2 separate regions of the Danio rerio genome follow, and region 1 is linked to region 2. The links are chromatin contacts, called in public Hi-C maps. All regions are on one chromosome and are shown on one strand. The core of a region is the stretch at or near the end of the contact, and the rest is flanking DNA. Distances in the headings are between cores, read along the strand shown. Region 1 overlaps LOC141378655 (a long non-coding RNA gene). Region 2 holds the start of zgc:110158.

Region 1 (3,339 bases), core at 685-3,184, 43 kb before region 2:
TCCCATAGGTTTTCATAATCCTGGACCAGGCCGTATCCTGAGCAGCTGCTGTAGGGGTCATGGAGGATTTAAGAGCATGATACTGATTCCTGCAAGGCCCCAATGACAGATGAGTCTTCGCACTGATCCTAAAGAGCCAGCCTGTACACCAGCCAGTAACCTCTTCTCCTGCAGCTTCTCCACAATGGACGTTCAGCTTTGTAATTATAAAAATGTGTGTGACTGGTCAAACCAGCAGGCTGAGCACACTATAAAACATCCGAAATGTTGTTTTGGTTGTTCTAAAATGCTGTAACTATTCCAGCATTAGTGTTATTATATTATCAATTACCTCCAGAATTGTGTCAAACTTCAAACGCCACCACTTGTTCATTGCATGTCAGCATTGTCTTGTGAGGCGCAAGTCATTTATTAAATGAAGTAAAGATTCATGCAGCTTGATCATACTGCAGCAAATTCTGTTTTTACTTTTCATATTTGGTGCCATTAATCAGGAAGTGACAATTTTGTTCTCTTTGGGTGCTTTCACACCTGCCTAATTTAGTTTGGTTGAATCGCACTAGAGTTAGTTTTCCCTCTTGGTGCGATTTGTTTGAGCAGGTGTGAATGTAGCAATTGTACTCGAGTGCACACCAAAAACGGACGAAAAAAGCGTACCAAGACCTCCTTCAAGAGGTGGTCTCGGTACGCTTTCAAACGAACCCTGGAGCAGTTCGTTTGTGGTGAGAATATGATTCGAATTAAAATAGACCAAACTGCAAAAAGTACTGTGCCTTTTGGACTAATCCAGCTGCCGTAGGCCAATGCGCTCTGCATTATGAAATGTGACAGTGCTTTGCCAACAATTTTAAACAGAGAGAGAGGGGGAAACTTGATGAATTGTTGGTAATATTTCCGGAAGATGACCATATCACAGTTTAGTTAAATTAATTCACGTCTCCTCCTGAAGTGACGTGCGATGCACCTTCGCAATTTGCAATGCATTAAAACATTGTTTTCCAGCCGCACTTTATTCTCGAAATGTATAGTTTGCCTAAAGTGATGTATACAAACTATATAGTAGAGGGAGTATGAGCAGGGATACAATCAGTCAGTGCAGTCATCCCTCTATAGTCAAAAGGGACATTTTGTGTCTAACGGTTTGTTTAATTGCAGGAGTTCCATTGGCATTTTCCTGCACGTGAATTCTGAACAATAAAATTGCAATGTTAGAAAATATGTTTAACAACATCTGGCCAATAAGTGATGTGGATTTTGTCAGATGACTGCATTTTGGTTCGGATCAAAGCAATCAGTGTGGTGTGAAAACGACCCAAAGATGGCAGAAAATGCTACAATGTATTATTTTCTTGCCCTTGATCCGGACCAAATGATGCAAACTGCAGATGTGAAAGCACCCTTTGACTCGTTGGATGGAAGCGCTTATTTATTCGCACGTCTTTTATGCGATAATCCAATAATGTGCATAGATGTTATTGCCATTTTTTGATGGAAACATGTATACTGTATAGCAGATATTAATTTACGCATATTTTTAATTTAGTATTTTTAAGTTTGGACTTTATAATGCTAGTGTGAACGCCAACTGAATCAGGACCAAATGTGTCAATTTTATTGTTGATGCAGACCAGACAGACCAAGAGAACTCTACTGAACACACCCTTAGTTTATCTAATTTCTCTCTTTTGGTTTTGACTAGCTCTGCTTCAAGACTCAAAGCAGTAGGCCACCGCTTGATTATCAACAATACTGATTGAATTTGACATTTGAATCAAATCACATCAAAATGACCTTGACTAATTTATACCCACCTTGGTCATTTCCCGGATAGATATGCGTGCGTCTAAACACGTCGACACAATGGTAGCCATTAACACTAACATCTCCCTGAGTATGTGCAAGCCTGCTCTGTTAGACAGTGAGGGGTGCGGGGTCCCGCAAGGCCCTAATAGGGATCATATGTGGAGTCAGCATGTAGACAGAATCCAAGACCTCTGGCCGCGCAGAAAAAAACCCTGTCAGCAGCGGATCCCGGCCAGCCAAACGGCTAAAAGGCTGAGATTTGATTTGATGACTTTGCACCTCTACCTCCTCTTTGCACTTAATCTTTTTTTTTTCTCCTCTGTTGTCTAACCTGTGGTGCCGAGGTGGTCGAAGATGAGCTGTCTGCTGCAGGGTCCTAATCTAATATAATTATGGCTTCTCACCAAATCATCCCAGTGGAATCATCTGCAGTCTTTGGTTTCTCTGTGTAACAGCAAGTGAGATACAGTAATGTTGAGTTCACGGACGACGAGGCTGCTAAGAAGAGACAGAATTGGTTTTGAATGTCCAAATTATGTGTCCTGGCTACATAGAGACAACACACTCAAGGCGCGACACGAGGTCCGGCTTCAGATATTCTTTTAAAACTATTGTACTAATGTGCTCTTTTTGAAATAGTTTGCAATTGTTTGCTTTTGATTGTCTGCTATATTTAAAGCATCACAACTACAACAACAGTTTGTGTTATGTTAATAGACAAAAAATAAAGACATTGTCTTCAGCAGCATCTTTGTTTTGTTGCGTAATTCAGTGCTCTGCAAAGGCTGTTCTCACAAATAATTCTGTGGGCTTAATTATATCATGAGACTGCGAAAGATGCACTTAGTATTTTAAACACTTATCACGTGAGATAAATCTAGCCTAATCAAAGCCTTTTCACTGAGGAGATCATCTTATGTAAGCACATTTTGAAACGTCCAAAATATTTGCCTTTAATAATTACGTTCAATGCCTTTTAGTAAGTAAATCATTCAGCACATTTAAATGAGAAATACCTGTTCAGAAATATTTCCGTTGTCAGCACAGTTACATATATACACTCACCTGCCACTTTATTAGGTACACCTTATTAATACTGGGCTGGACCCCCTTTTGCCTTCAGAACTGCCTTAATCCATGGTGGCATAGATTCAACAAGGTACTGGAAATATTCCTCAGAGATTTTGGTCTCTTTTAACTTGATAGTGTCACGCAGTTGCTGCAGATTTGTCAGCCACAAACAACAGTGTGAGATGATTCATGCTTTATGACGCGTTATCCTGCTGGAAGTATAGCCATCTGATGATGGGTAAACTGTGATCATAAAGGGATAGACATGGTCAACAAAAATACTCAGGTAGGCTGTGGTGTTGACACTATGCTTAATTGGTACTTATAAGCCTAAAGTGTGCCAAGAGTTTATCCCCCACACCATCACACCACAAGCTTTAACCGTTGATACAAGGCAGGATGAATCCATGCTTTCATGTTGTTGATGCCAAATGCTGACCCTACCATCCGAATGTCGCAGCAGAA
Region 2 (3,618 bases), core at 778-3,277:
GATCTCATTACTGTCGCGATGGCAAGCAGTTGCTTTGTTCTTTATTTATCATTTTAAAAAGCGTATTAAAGCTGAGATACAACCTGAAAGACGACAATACAACACTTATTATCACAATCATTAGCACTTTTAATAGTTTATTTTACAGACTTAAAATTTGCTGTTGTTCTATTGGAGTTTTCATTCCAACATGGCCGCCGCGCCCTCTAGTGGCTGTTTGCCAAATTACACTAGAGTGTCACCTCTTGGTCATTCTAAGCTCTTTGCCGGTTTGTAAACATTCAGGATGCACATGCATCGAGGTTGCTGAGTTTAATTAACTATATATAACTGTTTTTGATCATTGCTGCAATCAAAAATGAGTAACGTGTATGATTCAGCAAAGCGTGAACCTGATATAAAATGAGAACTGTAGAGTCCAGCATTTATAATTAGGTCCTTACTCCATTCACTTCTTTTGATGGCAGCTTGCCAAATATGTCTGCGGTTGGTATTAAAAGCAGTGTGGTGTAGGATAAAATTTAAGTTTTCTATTTTTGGACTTTCGATTTTGGCATCCTACCACACAACTCGACATGTTTGCTTATGCAACCAGTCTTTTTTTGCAACCGGTATGCGCGGTAGAACCCATGTGACAGTATGTGTGACGTAGAGTATAAATTGTTAATTGGTAATTCCCCTAGCCAGAATTTTGCAGGCCCATAGCCAGCCTATTAAAAACAGTGGTTCTTTTTTCTCAAAAAGTGGACAATTTTGCAGTTATTTGAAGTTCAAATACTGCTTTTATTGAAATTTTAAGCGCTAATTAGTGCCGGATTAGCTTGTCAGATGATTATCATTATCACACAGTTTGATGCAACAAAAGTATTTTTTACATTTTTGTCAAAGAGCTTATCATACAATTTTTTTCATTTATTTATTTATTTTCTTTTTGGCTTAGTCCCTTTAGTAATCAGGGGTTGCCACAGCGAAATGAATCAGCAACATATCCAGCTTACGCTTTACGCGGCAGACATCCTTCCAGCCGCAACCCATGCACACTCGCATTCACTCACATACACTATGGCCATTTTAGCTTATTCAATTCACATATAGCGCATGTCTTTGGACTGTGGGCGAAACCGGAGCACCCAGAGGAAATCCACGTGAACACGGGGAGAACATGCAAACTCCACACAGAAATGCCTCCTGAGCCGGGACTCAAACCAGCAACCTTCTTGCTGTGAGGTGATCGTGCTACCTACTGCGCCACCGTGACACCCTATCATATTTTTGTTTACAAAAATGTATGTTTGTTTACAAATGTGAATTTAAACTGTTATTAGTTGTATATAATTTAATGAATGTTTTAATAAAAAAAATAATGCTAATTTATTATGGTCTATCATAAAACAAACAAACAAACAAACAAACAAACAAACAAACAAACAAACAAACAAACAAGCAAGCAGAATTGGGAATCTGTTAAAACTTATTTTAAATGAAAAATGTAGCATATAGGCAAATAACAAACTGGCCAGCTCATTTCCCCAGTCAGAATTTATCCATTTAAATAATAAAAGCCTTATTTTATTGGTTATTCCTCTAAAAGCCTTCTTCTATTGGTTATTTTCACATTTCATGATGGCATACTGTCAAAACTGCGACAAATGAGCTCATATACGAGACAAATTCTGGACTTTGTCAGAAGGGGAGTGGGTCTTGAACCACCCGAACCACCCCTGGCTACTAGCCTGTTTTGACATATATTTTGTACTATATTGAAAAAAAAAACGTTAATATCTAGTAAAAGTAAATGCGTACGTGTTGTTCACAGCCAAGTCTGTTACTTGATTTACTCAGGTCCAGACAGTACAACAATCCGACGAACACAGTGCGCCTTCCCCTTTAAGGAGCCCCCCCTTTTCTCCACAGCAGGGGGAGGCCGAGCCTAATCCTGGAACAGCGATTGAAAAAAAAAATCCACCAGTAGACTGTTTCAAGTTCCCCCAGCAGAAACTGTGCCTGATTTGTGGCCAATGCTGGAGATGTACGAAAAGGGAGGAAAACACTAAGCGGGTAGCTATGGAGATAGACCGTTTTCCTGGCCGCTTCCTTTGACAGGTGTTGAGTAGGTTAAAAGTCTTCAAACAGAGTCCACCATGTACGCCAAAGGGAAAGGAGCTGTCGTTCCGTCTGATAGTCAAGCCAGAGAGAAGTAAGTGAATTTGTGCATTGTCACATATTGAGGGGGGCAAAAGAAGCTGCACGGTCTCTGATGCCTGCGCTGCGTTAATACACGAGACGGACACTTTGCTTAGTAGTTTATTTGCAGATGTTGTCTCGCGCCGCTGTTTTTGTTTACGCATGCTGCTTGCTCTGCGTCTGAAGTAACTTTGTCTGGAGATGTTACCTGGGGGATTGAACCGTGCAGATGCGGAGTTTGTGGAGGCATTGGATCCGTGCATCATCATCATCATCATGTTGATGCTCAGATGCTCTTGTTTGGCACGAGATAATCAGGAGTCCCAGGGTATCATACTTGGTGCACAGAACAATGTTAGACTGTGGACGAGCTACTGTAAAACGGGGTGACAACAGAAAAGTTTTCAATTGTTTTACATCACCAAGAGTTGCTTGTTACTGTTACTCCTTCATGTTAGTTTTACTGTAAATCGTTTAGGATTCTCACTTAAAATTTTGAGTTCTCTTGAATTGATTGTGACTTTTTAGACTAGTTTTTATAGACATATAGAACAGGGTCATATATTTAGTGAAAATGTGACATATTGAGTTTCCACATTCATTGAAAACCTGAAAATATCAGGAGTCTAATGTTAAAGTGTTATTTATCTTAATCATTGAAAACCTGAAAAAATCAGGAGACTAACGTTAGAAGTATTATTTCCACACAAAGTCATTGAGAGTGTATAGGGGTGTTTTGTAGTTTGGCTTATGTCTGACATGTTTAATCAGCTGTGTGTTAGTCTTTGTGCTGTAAAAGACATGTAACATTACACTAATGAGTATAATTGCTTCATTCACAAGTTGGGTACCTGGCATGTGAATGAAAACTTGTTACTGAAATCTGTGAATGATTAAAAAAAACAAATCTTGATTGATAGTCATGAATGGTAGGAAATGTCATGAGTCAATTAATGTTGCAACTGTGTTTCAAAGAAATAGAGTATTGCATCTTAGCTAGATCTAATTAATAAGTTGACAGTACAAACTTGTGGAAGATAAACCCTTGTTTTTACTTCAGCATGTCTTGTAAGTGTCTGTTTTTAATCTACCATAGCAAAAATGTGACAACAAAGCTGATTTTCACTCAAGACTTCAAGTCTTCTTCAGTTTCTCATAATCCATCAAATTAAATTATAAAAAAACCAAACAAAAAGCGCTGATGCTTGTGAAACATTTCGTTTTATCGGTGTTGAAAACTACTAATATTTTTCTGGAAGCTATTTAAAACCATGGTACATGCATATTAAATTACTTATTTAATCGAAAGATTTTGTTTTAGATTAATTTTAGGTTCTTTTTGACTGAACTTGCAAAATTTTTACTTGTCCCTGAATCAGAAGCACTGATTGCAATAGTCATCCTTTGTAGACTATTCATATAGACATCCTTTAT

What was found. A called contact is a pair of places that touch in the nucleus more often than the background predicts.
Region 1: a contact with region 2 is called in a Hi-C map of embryo, with 3 times the contacts expected there. The contact joins the enhancer-like site here to the promoter of zgc:110158 in region 2. A contact is called at or near these places in 10 of 18 Hi-C or Micro-C datasets (caudal fin, embryo, fibroblasts and 3 more) and 3 of 4 datasets of contacts at active chromatin or transcription factors (caudal fin, embryo and gastrula embryo).

What each region holds. Positions count from the first base shown.
Region 1 is chr2:44,820,231-44,823,569 of GRCz12tu, reverse strand. LOC141378655 (a long non-coding RNA gene) reads left to right here. Exons shown (of 2, transcript XR_012393574.1): 2 at 9-2,551. Among named protein-coding and RNA genes, the nearest start is that of zgc:110158, 44 kb to the right of the region's middle. Within about 2 kb of position 1,934, at least 3 of the 62 cell types and tissues checked have an H3K27ac peak or open chromatin away from gene starts, as enhancers often do.
Region 2 is chr2:44,776,755-44,780,372 of GRCz12tu, reverse strand. zgc:110158 reads left to right here and starts at 2,027. Exons shown (of 18, transcript NM_001362582.1): 1 at 2,027-2,197. The coding sequence starts at 2,142.